Linked DNA regions of Mus musculus: all the other regions are linked to region 3. Evidence: chromatin contacts called from public promoter capture Hi-C data. All regions are on one chromosome and are shown on one strand. The core of a region is the stretch at or near the end of the contact, and the rest is flanking DNA. Distances in the headings are between cores, read along the strand shown. Region 1 holds the start of Gjb3 (gap junction protein, beta 3). Region 2 has its middle 19 kb from the start of Smim12. Region 3 holds the start of Ago4 (argonaute RISC catalytic subunit 4). Region 4 holds the start of Dlgap3 (DLG associated protein 3).

Region 1 (2,861 bases), core at 2-2,501, 800 kb before region 3:
GCTTCAAGAAGAAAGGCGGGACTCTGTGACAGCTGTTTCAGGAGGTCACGGATTTATTACTGTGTGGGATTTAGCATCGTGGAGATCAGAGTTACCTTGACAAGGCTTTTCTTGTAGCACAGCAGGGACAGAAATCTTCTGGTGGGTTGAAGCATGAGTGGGAGGTGAGGAAATGGGACCAGGCATTTTGCTCTGAAGTCTAGGGAAATAATTGAGAATGAGCAGCAGGTGGCAGGGTCAGGGTCCCCCAATCCCATCACCCAGGCACATTAGCAGAGTCATCCAGAAAAAAAAAAAAAAAAAAAAAAAACAACAACAACAAAACTGGCACTGCCCAGCCATAGTGCTGATAATTGCTCTGCCCATAGCAAGCACAAGGTAGCCTCTGCCACAGGGCTTTGCCGTAGCCAATGCCAACGTCACTGAGGTCCCTGGAGTTGGCTCTGTTACTTCTATGTGTCCCTGGGTTTATCTCGGGGCCTCTCCTTTTCTCTTTTCAATGTAGATCAGAGATCTTTCCTTTGCGTGCTGTATGAATGATATGCAGCTCCTAAGAGAAGCAACCTTGTCTCAGGCGCTCCGCTCAGGCGAACGGGAATCCTTCTGGGTAGTAGGAGACAGTAACAGAGCCTCCTAATGTAGGCTGCCTTTTGTAGATCAGAAGCCCGCATCAATGGATATCGTCCCAGCAAGTGGAATGAATGGTTACCAGGGTCGGGCATCAGTCATCTCTGTCTAGACAGTGAAGCCTCGGGCAAGGTTGTGAGTAAGATCTGGGGATCCCAGGGAAACCCTGGATTTCCGTTCCTGGGGCGATAGGGCTTTTAGGATCTCAGTCCTGGCCCACGAATAAGACTGAACATCTTAGTCTCCAGAGCCCCTCAAGCGCAGGTCTCCCACCCTTCACAAGCTGGGCCTCCCACCCTGCTTCACACTCCTTTGGGCAGACTGGGTCATCTAAAATCTCTCCAAACACCATCCTTGCCCCTGAGATTTCTTTTCCTGGTTGTGTCCCTTCCGGTGGCCAGCACAGTGTGAGCCCCGAAAGACTGTCTCAAAGATACACTGCCTCCCTGGAAAATGCCATCAGGGATGCAAACAGGGCGGGAGGGGGGCCCCCAAGAGCGTACGAAAACTTTGAAACTTTGCAGCAGGCTGGGATCCAAATGGGCAGGGCGCAGACGGGGTATCCGTGGTAACCAGCGTAGGCGTGTCATTTATTGCCATCCCTACTGCCACGGCACTTAACAGTTTGCAAGGTGTTTCACACCCTAATGTCATTGCAGTCCTTGCAACAGCCCTGCCAGTGGCCACCAATGCCCCCATTCCACAGGCGAGCACGCGGAGCCTCCGCAAAGGAGCCTGCTGTTCCCTAGTCAGCGCAGCTGCTCCTGGATTAGAACTTGCATCCCTGAGGCGACTCCGGGCTCCTCCCCGGCCGCCCCTCCTCCACGCTGCCTCTGGCTGTGCTGGCCAGGAGCCTCACCGAGGCCACAGAGCTCGGCTTGGCTCCCGCCTCGTTCCTCCTCTGCTGTGGGTCTTGGGCACGTGGAGCCAGGCTCCCACGGTGGCGGCGCCGCTGACTGTAAGTACCGGGAAGGGGCGACAATCCAAGGCAGCTGAGAACCCCTCTCTATGGGGATCCCCTGGGGGGCTGGACTGGGGCCTGCCCACGCGCCCAGCATGGAGATTTAATGCTGCAGAAGCGCAGGGAAGGAGCACCCTAACCCAAAGCTCTGCTCCCCGCCCCCACTCCCACTTCCACCCCACACACTCATACATACACCAGCATTCTGGAGCAGGTGGCGGTTCCGGACACTGGAAGGTTCACAGAAGGGGACATACACACCCGCACGCGCGCGCGCGCGCGCGCGAGTCACAGGTTCACAAAGCTCCCAAACTGTCTAGAAAGGAAGGAAACGGGGCCCGGGGCCCAAGAGGGGAGCTATACCTTTGGGGCCAGCCACAGTGCTGCGGGGTAGAAAGAGATGGAGCGGTTGGGTCCCGCAGCTGGATAAAAACTGGATTAAAAAAATAGTAATAATCGTTCTAGTAGCTGGAAACGGGAGTTGGGGGGCAACAGGGGATCCAGAACCGGCTCTGCCAGTCCTCAGCACGGGCTAGGCGAGAAATTCTTTTCAGGTGAGTCTGTCTCGGGGTGTGTCTTAGAAGGGACTAGGTAGCCTGCACCAAAATGGGGAGCCCCAGACGTGGCATCCTTAGGGGGTACCGGGTGGAAGGAACTCCTCCTCCCCTTCACTCTCCTTGAGCACTCCCAGGAAGAGCCGGCTGGGGAGGGAACAGTCGAAGATTCTTGCAGTAATCCAAGATAAGAGATAAGGAACAGGGTTAGCGACATTACAGAATTCTCTTGGATTTCTCCCAGCTAGTAAACGCAGTCCTGGCATTTCCTGGGGGGTCAGAATCCAGGTGCTAATCTTTGGCCCTCCCTGGAAGGTTTAAAAGTAAGTGCCAGGACCAAACCCATAAGGGTCTTCACGCTCTAGGGCTTCCCAGATACCCCCATCTAGTCGAGAACTGAGATTCTCAAAAGACAGACCCTGTGGAGGGCAGCAATACTGCCATCTAATTCCTGGCTCGGTTGGTCCTCTGCCGTTCTGCCCAGCCCTCCCACAGCCTCTCTGAGAACTCCACTCTCAAGCTCTGAATTGAGTGTGCAAATCCAGTGCCTACTGAATGAACACTGAGTGATACCAAACTTGAAGCAGCCAGCCAGTCAAGTAGGCATGTTAATTGGACAGGCAGATGATAAATGGGAACAAAAACAAACAAACAAAAGACCAAGGTTTAAATTGCAAATTGAGTTTGAGGGCTACTAAAACCAAGGGAAACAGGAACAG
Region 2 (3,324 bases), core at 29-2,528, 730 kb before region 3:
AGGACAGAGCCATGGGGGGGGGGGGGTGGTGCCACAGAGCTCTGTAGGCTCATCTCCTCCTGGGCTGGGGCTGTCCTGTTACAACTTCTAGAAACGAAATAAACCCAGATGCACACATAAGGCAAAAGGCACATGACCAGAGAAAAAATATCTGCTGCTTCTCTGAATGTTAGCACAGATGATAAAAGTCGATCTGGTTGTCTTGGTGTAAAGGAAGGCAGAGAGAAGCTTGGCTGACATTAAACTACCACACACACCAGTTTGCACACACTGATTGGCTCACTGGAGGACCACTGGGGTCAGAAGTGACCCGGAGAAGAAGACAAGGGTGAGGAAGTTACATGATTGACAGTGATAGAGAACGGCCAAAAAAATCCAGGTCTCCAGACACCATGCCTGTTTTACATCACATGGCCCCTGGCAGAGGGCTAGAAACCCCATCTACACCAATGAAAGGCTCCAGGGCTAAGGAAGTCCTGGGGCACCTTTACAGCCATCTGGTACTGAACTTGAAGTCAGACTCCTGGGCGGCCATCCCTCCTTCCTGAAGTTCACTCTCCCACGAACAAGAAAGGACCCCAGCCCCCTGCCCCATTGTGCGACAGATGACAATGCAAAGCTGGCGTCCCCTTTCTTACCCACCACTTTCCTTCCCACCCTGTGTGGTGCTGCCAGTTAGCACAATAGTGTATTCTGTGTCCAAGGGCCTCTGCTGGCGGCCCCCAGGCTTGAGCAGCCCCCGTAGACAATGGTAGGGCCCGAAAGGCCTGATAGCCGGTGACAAATGTATGTGAATGACCAGCTCACGGGAAGTGGCCTTCAATAGTCCGATAGCTTCCTGTATCCTGACATTGTGAAGGCCCACTTCCTGCTCTGTCTCCGAAAATACAGTCAGGCAACCCGGGGTGGGGGTGGGGGCAGGGGCAGAGGCTGGGCTCCCCATTACCCCTTCCGGGCTCCTACAGTATTCTGAGGACAACACCAGTCTCACTTGCCTTGTGATTGGAGAGTGAATTCCTCCTGGCCTCTGACAGTCAGCTCCTCTGCCTTCAGCCAACCCCCGCCCAAGTCCAGTCAGAGCAAAACGACCTATTTTTAAAGATTCTCACAACCTCAGCCTTCCTCAGTTTCACCAGCCACACCCCGTCTTTCCAGGATCTCGGGGCTTTTACTGCTGGGAAAGGCGTCTCAGGACTCCTCGAGTACCTCCGTGGCCCTCTAAACACATTTCCTGGTCGGAGCTGGTCACTCTGCTCTGAACGATAACCTTCCTGGGCTCACAAAGGAGTCACAATGCAACCTTATCTTCTCAGAGTGGAGACCCTTCAATTCCTTCAGTTTCCTCTAGGTTGTGAAAAGCAAGACAAAAAACTGAGAGAGCATGGAGTCTTCCTTTATCTCCTTGCTCCAGGCAGGCTAGGGAAAGGTTTTCCCAGGGTTGTTAATCCCCACTGCACTCAGCCTCCCAGCAGAGGCAAAAGGCAAAAGACCAAGAACCGACTAACAGAAGAGCAGTAAGAGAGATGGATGGTGTGTGAAGCTGGGTACTGTGCAGAGGGCTTTGCCTCTCAGTTGGTTGGTGAAGTATGGAGGCATGGTGGTTCATGCCTTTCATCCCAGAACACAAGAGGCCGAGGCGGCTGGAGGATTGCCAGGAGTTGGAGGCCAGTAGTAGAACCCATGCCTCACAACTCTACCTGGTGCAGGGATGTAGGTTTAGCTACAAAGGATGGGGAGGCTATAGCTCTCCTCTCTTATCAAACTCCTCTTATCAGATCTTAGGACCGCCACCCATGTTCTAGACATAAAGGAAGACCGATGGCTATTCCCAACCTTCCGGGAGCCTAGCTGTTTTCCACTCTCAGCAAAGCAGGCCCTGTCTCAGCCTTAAGCCATTGTAGCTGCGGGGCTTGGGAGGATTGGTATGGGAAAGGGGACAGGTCAAAAGGTGACAATCCATTCAGTCCTTATAGGCCACTGGACCCTGAGAACCCTTTGAGCCTGTGCAGGAATAGGGGAACAAAGAGGTCTCTAGAGACAGGAAGGAGGCAGAGTGGAGCAGGCTGGCTCTAACTTCTCACCCTCCACCTCCTGCTGTCTAAGGCGAAGAGAGACAAAGGGCACAGTAAAGTTGGAAGGGGACAGGCAGCTTCGCCGCGGGACATCTTGTGCTATTTGAGAATTAGTCGGCCTCTTAGCCTCGGTGTCCTTGTCAAGGCCAGGCAAGGCTCTCCAGATGACCAAAAGAGATATGAAATGTCCAGCCCAGACACTTGAAGAGCATAGCCTGAAGAAGCCAGGCGAACAGTTTTCCTTTTCTGCTTTTCTGGGATTCTTCTGCCTCAACCTCTCCAGAAGGACAGAAGGTAGTGGGTGACAGGGGACAGAAAGACAGAAGGTAGTGGGTGGCCCAGGAAGGAGAATACCCTATCCAAAAAAGCCCCTGAAATGACTTTGCTGTCACCTAGTAAGGCTGTGTGTAAAACAGTGAAGACCTACAGGGAAGAAAGGCAAGGAACGCAGACTCCCAGCATGCATCTGCATCATTTCCCCACGGGGCCTCAGCTCTTCCCGGAAAACACATGAGCCAAACATCTTTACTAGAATGTGAGCCTGAACCAACCCAGACAGATAAAATTTCTGGAAAAAATAATATAAGCGATATTTGGTTCCCCTGAGCCGTTTTCACAGCTCATGCCCTACCTAGCAGAGTATACAGAGGGTTGCAGGGCCCGGCTACAACTAAGGTCAAAACCATCTCATCTCTGACTGGGAAAGCTGGTGGTCCCAGGCTGAAAGCGAGCGGAAAGGCGTCTACGTTCTGATAAAACTAGGGGAAGGATGAGACGGTGCCTGAGGCCTGTCGACTGACTGTTCCTTCACCCCAGAGAACACAGGGATAATGAACTCCCAGAGCCTTCCGGCCCACCCTAAGGTCTCTTTTGGGTGGAAGAAACCACCGGAGTCAGCAGACCTGCTCCCAGAGGGCCAGCACCTTCACGAGTAAAGCTGTGTCCTGTACAGAGCATTCCTCGGACACTGTCATTCGTCCTTAAGCCATGGCCTCAGTGAATTCCTCCAAAGCTGCTCTGTTGAAGTTGCAGACTCCGGTGCCTTCGATGGCGACTAGATTACACCATGCCTGGCAGGATGGACCCGAATAGAATCTGACTGATGCTTTTGGTTGTTTTTGTTGTTTTGAAGAATGGGAGATTGAACCTAGAGTCTGGTGCTTGATAGACAAGTATTCTACCACTAAGCGGCAGTTCTCTTGTCGGTCTGTCTGTCTGTCTGTCTGTCTGTCTATCTGTTTTGAGACAGGGT
Region 3 (2,871 bases), core at 165-2,664:
TGTATGTACAGTGAGCTCCAGTGATCTGCCTGTCTTTGTCTCCTCTGTCTCACTCTGCAGTCCTGGCTGTCCTAGAAGTCACTACATAAGTAAACCGAATTGGCTCTGAACTGCCTCAGTCTCCCTAGTGCTGAGATTAAAGGCTACACTGGGCTGGAGTCTCTTAAAACATGGATTGCCTTAAATTCTTTGGTAGCAAAGGCTGGCCTTGAACTCTCCAACTTCCTACTCAGGCTGTCAATGTTATAAAGTACCTTTACCCACTGAGCCATCTTCCTTATAAGAAAAAGAAGTTGGGGGCTGTAGAGATGGCTTTAGTGGTTAAGGGTACCTCATACTCTTGCAGAGGCCCCAGGTTTGATTCTCAGCCCCTACACAGCTTACATTATCTGTAATCCTGTTTCGAGGGGATTCGATTTGGTCTTCTGGTCTCCGGAGGCACCAGGCACAAACACATGCATGCAGGCAAAAAATACTCATACACATAAATTAATTAAAACCAACCAAACAAAAAGGAGCGGTTTGAATAGAAGTTACCATGGGAAGACCGTGTGATAGCACAAGAAGATAGATTTCTACAACCGAAGGAGAAAAATCACACCCCCTGCCCCAACTCGCCTTGATTTTATTAGACTGTCGGTGTGCAAAACTGAGAGAAAACGCATTTCTATTGCACTAAGCTGAGGTACCCAATGGTGGGCCCCAGCAAACTAGAATGAGAGTGTTGTGCCTTTTTAACTAATAGACTGCCGTTGCCCGTTTAGTTGACCAGACAGCCTATGGTCCTGTCTTAACTGGAAGTCCTGAATGGAAACTTTAAGGACACTTGACTCGCTGAGCTACCTGCTGCCTTGGTGACATGTTGACCAGTCTTGGGACCCAGAACAGAACCTGCTTTCCCTGCACAGGGAAGGAAGGTGACTGGATATGTGGTGTCCGGGGTGAGGGTGGGGGTGGAGTAGGAGGAATGACTGAAGGTGACTGAAGGACCGATTGTGCCTGAAGTGTCCAGGGGTCATCTCTGGTGGTGGTGGAGCGATGGAGGACAGGTTCCTAAGGTGAGTCTCAGGACGAAGTGGAGGGCTGCTGCCTGTGGGTCATCAAGGACTGGAATCCAGCTCTTTCGATGGCGACTTGGAGGAAGGTTGCCAGAATGGGGACCGGCGGAGCGGCGTGCGGGACCGCAGGCGAGCGGGCCCGCTGGTGGAAGGGCGGGCGGGCGCGCGCCTGACGCGTCCTCTGGGCTCGGCCCCCCGGGCGCGCGCCCGTCCCTGCCGCACCCCGCCCCCTGCCTCGGTCAGGCTCGCTGGACCCCGCGCGTGCGGGGCCGCGCACGCCCCCTTCGCTAGCCGGGACCCGGGACCGCAGGCGCCTGGCGCCCCCGCCCCGCCCGGCGGGCGCGCGCCGCCTCCCGCTCCCGTTCCAGCTGGCGGCGGCGGCGGCAGCGGCCGGGATTGTTTTTGTTGTCGCTGAGGCCGGAAGAGCCGTGACAGAGTCGGGTCCCTGTCCCCGGACTGGGCGCCGCCGCCGCCCCCTGCCCGCCCCCGGCCCGCGTCTTCGCGGCGCCGCTTCAGCGCCAATATTCCAGAGAGCAAGCGTTACGCGGCTCCGGCGGGGCCCGGAGCGGGAGGCGCTGGGGACCGGAGCGAGGCGGCCCCCGTCGCCGCCATGGAGGCGCTGGGACCCGGTGAGGAGCGCGCTCGGACCAGGGTCAGACCTGGGGCTCGGGAGGGCAGACAGACCGGCGGAAGGGACTGTCGCTGCCCGACCGCCGCTCGCGGACCCGGCTGCCGGCTGCCAGGCCCCGGGAAGGAAGGGGTCCCATGCCCTCGTCCCTGGGGGGCGGGGACCACGCCCCAGCTGAAGACTCTAGGTCTATTCGGGACCCGTCTAAGGGAGGGAGGCTCAAGAGGTGACCCGAGTTCCCCGGGGTAGGGCAGACCTGTTCGGACCTTAGATCTCTGTCCACGGTCGCCGCGAGGCTAGTTGGGGCCTCAAATGGGACCGTGTGTCTGGGGCACGCCGAGGCCCGGCCCAAACCTGGAAGGCCTTCTACCTTCTGTCAAGGGTTTTCTTGGTGTGGGGCAGAATCCCTGTTTTCTTTTGCACTGGCATCTGGTTCCTCAGATGAGGAGGAGAGACCCACTCACTCATGTCCCTGAAAGCCAAAGGGAGAAATGTCCGTTCTTTTTCCAAAACTCTGAAGTTTGGTATCTGTCAGTTTGTCAGTCCCAGAGTGCTCTGGAATGACAATCCAATACTCTCCAGCAAGGGCATCAATGCCCTGCCTTCCCTTTTAATTGGGTTATCAGAGGCTGTTAAAATCAAACGAAAAAGTGTTTTTGAAACTGTGATTCTTTGCTGGTTATGGGTGGCCCCTGGTTCTCTCGCTCTCTGCTCCAACCCAAGGAAGCTTTCCAAACTCTCACGAATACTCTTCGTTTGGAGCCTTGTGCTCCTGTCTCAAGCCCTACAACAGGTTGCTAATGGCTTGGCTAAGTAGGGCAAGGTTTAGGGGCAGTGATGGAATTAGTTTTCATATTCAAACCTTGTCTACATAGTAGACTTAGTTGTATGTTTTTAAAATTCATAGAAAATTAGGTTTATTGTTTGCATTTGGAAATTTTGCAGGTTTGTTAACTTGGAACATATTTACATAACTGAGCGATTAAATCCTATCTTTATTTGCTGCTTAAGGTTTTCTTAAAAAGCCCACATAGTCAAATGTCATAAGCCTTCAAAAAATAAATCGGCTTAGCTGGGCATGGTGGCATATGCTCATAATGCAAACAGTTCTGGGGTGGAGGCAGGGAGCTCCAGAGTTCAAGGCCAGTCTCAGTTACAAAGTGAGTTTGAGGTAGGCCTGGGCTA
Region 4 (3,247 bases), core at 731-3,230, 640 kb before region 3:
GGATGTGAGCCCCCTGGCACAAAATGCAGTGGGCACTGCCTGCCAGATCAGTGGGGCAGTGGGGGGAGTGCGGGGGCTGCATTTGAGGCTGTTCATCCTGTATTCACGTTCCTTTTAGAAACACCTGCCACCCTAGCCCTCCCAGCTCTCTTTTTAGACCCTGATTCACTGCCAACTCACGAAGCTCTCCCTCCCCTCCCTCCTCTCTTCTCCCTCATCTCTCTCTTTTAGGCACTGACAGCTGGGTACAGAAGTAGACCCCACACACGCACTCAGGGGATAGTGGACAGAAGTGGAGGGCAGTGATCCAGTGTCAGGGAAAACACACTAGAAAGTCCTACTCTCTAATTGTGGCCTAGCTGGGTTTCTTGGGTCAATGGAAGACCTGGGTGAGAATGTTTCTCTACCACTGTCTGGCAATGTGTGATTGTGAGAGATGCAATGCATTTCCCAAGCCTCAACATCCTCTTCTGCAAATTGGCATCATAATAGATTGAGCTGTGTGGAATGGCTGTTTTTGCAGGTTAAAAAACACAACAACAACAACAACAAACAACTGCTCAATACTGTCAATTTCATATGGCTTAACCTGACAGCATCTCAGCTTGCTTCCAAGGCAGTTAGAGAAACAAGAAGAAATGAGAGGAACAATTTTTCAAAAGTCCTAGACTGATACAGATACATTCTTCTATTACTACTTCAAGGAACTAAGTACAGACCCACCTGAACCGTGAGCTAAACCAACGACCCAGAACTTGGAGATTTGGGACTTGGAACTCTGGGAAAAAGCCACCTGCTCCAATGACTAACAAGGTAGATCTTCCTCCTGGCCTCCTCATTCTAAAGGGCCTTTGGCCAAGCATCATTGAAATAACACAAGCTCCTAGTACTCTTCACCCTCCCCCAAAAAAGTATCCCCACACACAGGTATACAGCCTTAGGCTCACCACCAGCAGGGACTCAGCATGAGGGAAAGATACCAGTGACTTCGCAGAGGGTGCCCCAGGAAGTAGATGAAGGTGCAGAGTGCTCTTGTCTGTGTCCAGGATAAGGAGACTCTGGAGGGAGGGGGCGGTCTGACCTCGGGAAAAGTAGGATCTTCCCGTGCTAAGTCCCACCAAGAATGGGGGCGGGGCAAAACCCAGGTGTGGGTGAACCCTGCTTGGATGTATTCCCACACAGTCACACAGTACACATACCCAGACCCATTCACAGAGATAGTCGCACATGCACATGCACACGCACGTCCATTCATACACACACACTCAGACACCTACATACACAGCCACACAGTGCCAGCACACACTCAACCACACATATGTCGACAGACTCATGGACGGTTAACACCCTGAACGCTCACTGCATTACACTCACTCACCCACAGACCCACACGGTGACACCCTCATCACATGCACGCTCACACACCTGCAGAGGAAACTTCTTTCCGGATCTCCCCAACACCACGACTTCCCCCCACAGCCAGCAGGCTACTCCCTCCCAGACCCAAGCTTCCATTCCAGCCGGGCAAGGGCTGGGCGGGCGCTGGCTGGCCTCCCGCGGCCCCAGCCGGGACAGCGCGTCTGCGGAGCGCGTGGTCCCCAACCCGTCCCCGGGGTCAGTCACGCCGGCCTCCAGGCCCAGGGTGAGGCCGGGGGCGGCCGCAGAGGCCCAGCCCCTCCCCCCCATCTCGGGGCCGGAGTCCAGGCCGCTGGAGCCCCGGGCGTGGGCGGCGCCGGGGCTGCAGCGGGGCTGAGCCTGGGGGGCGCTGCAGAGGGCGCGGCAAGCGCGGCCCGATCCCCACCCCTCCCGGTTGCTTACCTGGCCCGGTCGGGCTCCAGCCGGGGTTACATGGTGCCGGCGGCCCGGGCCGGGGGCGCTGCGGCTGCGGGAGCGAGTGCGGGCTCCCGGACCCGACACTGCGGAGCCCCCGGCGGAGGGGCCGCGCCAGCTGCGGAGCCCCGAGCGAGTGCTGAGCGGCCGCGGGCGCGGGAGCCGGAGGCGGCCAAGCCACGGAGGCTGGATTTCCCGGGGACCAGGACGGGGAGGCGGGGGGATCCCGCCCGCGCGCTCCGCCCCCGCCCCCGCCCCCGCGCAGGGCGGCCGAGCCAGGAGCCCGCGACAGGGAGGGGGCCCGCGCTCCCCGCCCCCGCAGCGGCCCCGCGAGGACCGAGGTCGCAGCCGGCGGGCAGCCGCCGCGGTCCCGGAGGAGCGCCCGCGTCTCTGAGCGACAGCGCCGGGGAGGCCCAGCTCGGGGGTGCGAATGTGGTCCCCCGGGTCGGTGTGTACCGAAGACCCAGGAACCAGCACATTCGGTGTCACGACCGCGCACAGCAGACCTGGGCACCGGGACCCAAGCCCAGAGCGCGGGCAGCTGGGGGAGACACACGGCTGCCTCACCGAGGCAGTCACACCCTGAATGTCACACACAGCCTCCCCCTCGCAGGCACGTCCTCTTAGGCTCCTGTCCTTAGTTTCCCGGGTCTGTAAACCCGACCCCAGCTCTTGGCCTGGGCTCTAGGAGTCCCCCTTCTCCGCACTAGTCCCTTCTGCCCCACCCCTGCCAGGGCGGGGCGCTGTGCCTGGCCTCCGAGTCTTTGACAGGCGTCCCTCACCCACAGTCCGCCAGCGGAGGCAATCCCCAGTGTGCAGGGATAACCCCGCTATACCTGCCGTCTTAGCTGGGGGCCCCACCCGTGCCCACTGTGCCCGCCCACCTCTGGGCCCCGAGCCAGGGGCTGTGCCATGGCGGGGGTGGGGTAGAGGGGGGAAAGGGGACTGTCCGAAGCACAGCGCGAAGCTGCAGAGCCAGGACACAAGCTGCAGAAGCGCTGAGAGCTGACTGCAGCAGTCCCTGGCTGGAATCCGTCTTGGCGCCCAGAGCAATGCTGTAATGGGGGGGAGGGGGCCGCGTGGGGAAGCCGCAGGAGGAGGGGCTGAGGAGATGGGGGAGGGGCCGGTTCTGAATTCTGACTTTCCCGGCGGGTGTTGAGGGCACGCGGGCGCTCCAAGTTGTGGTAGAAGGCGAGCTACATCCTCTACCTTGTCTGGTATTGAAAACTTAAGGTGGTGAGGTGTGGGCTTTGGAGCCTTGAGACAGTCCACCACCCTAGGGACAGACCTTGGGAGATGTTCTGAGTCAGGGTCCCCAACAATGACTCCTATTTCTCTGTATTTCTTTGGTGTCACTGTCTCTCCTCCTTGAGTAACCGGGCAAACTGAGGCACGGTAAGTAGAATTCGTGGGTCCT

What was found. Promoter capture Hi-C pulls out the DNA fragments that hold promoters and counts their contacts.
Region 1: a contact with region 3 is called in a promoter capture Hi-C map of stem cell-derived epiblast-like cells, with 2.1 times the contacts expected there. The contact joins the promoter of Gjb3 here to the promoter of Ago4 in region 3. A contact is called at or near these places in 4 of 39 promoter capture datasets (the C10 cell line, pre-B cells, second pharyngeal arch cranial neural crest and 1 more) and 2 of 484 Hi-C or Micro-C datasets (cortical neurons and myocytes).
Region 2: a promoter capture Hi-C map of stem cell-derived epiblast-like cells shows a contact between it and region 3, with 2.7 times the contacts expected there. The contact joins the enhancer-like site here to the promoter of Ago4 in region 3. A contact is called at or near these places in 6 of 39 promoter capture datasets (the 3T3-L1 cell line, 3T3-L1-derived adipocytes, HPC-7-derived erythroid cells and 3 more).
Region 4: a contact with region 3 is called in a promoter capture Hi-C map of liver, with 4 times the contacts expected there. The contact joins the promoter of Dlgap3 here to the promoter of Ago4 in region 3. A contact is called at or near these places in 3 of 39 promoter capture datasets (hippocampal neurons and liver).

What each region holds. Positions count from the first base shown.
Region 1 is chr4:127,329,226-127,332,086 of GRCm38.p6, reverse strand. It overlaps Gjb3 (gap junction protein, beta 3), which reads left to right and starts at 1,251. Exons shown (of 2, transcript NM_001160012.1): 1 at 1,251-1,585. It overlaps Gm40251 (a long non-coding RNA gene), which reads right to left and starts at 2,724. Exons shown (of 4, transcript XR_868156.3): 1 at 1,952-2,724; 2 at 96-199.
Region 2 is chr4:127,261,480-127,264,803 of GRCm38.p6, reverse strand. No RefSeq gene overlaps it. Among named protein-coding and RNA genes, the nearest start is that of Smim12, 19 kb to the right of the region's middle. Within about 2 kb of position 1,278, at least 21 of the 459 cell types and tissues checked have an H3K27ac peak or open chromatin away from gene starts, as enhancers often do.
Region 3 is chr4:126,532,001-126,534,871 of GRCm38.p6, reverse strand. It overlaps Ago4 (argonaute RISC catalytic subunit 4), which reads left to right and starts at 1,414. Exons shown (of 18, transcript NM_153177.3): 1 at 1,414-1,687. The coding sequence starts at 1,669.
Region 4 is chr4:127,167,937-127,171,183 of GRCm38.p6, reverse strand. Dlgap3 (DLG associated protein 3) reads right to left here and starts at 1,980. Exons shown (of 12, transcript NM_198618.5): 1 at 1,819-1,980.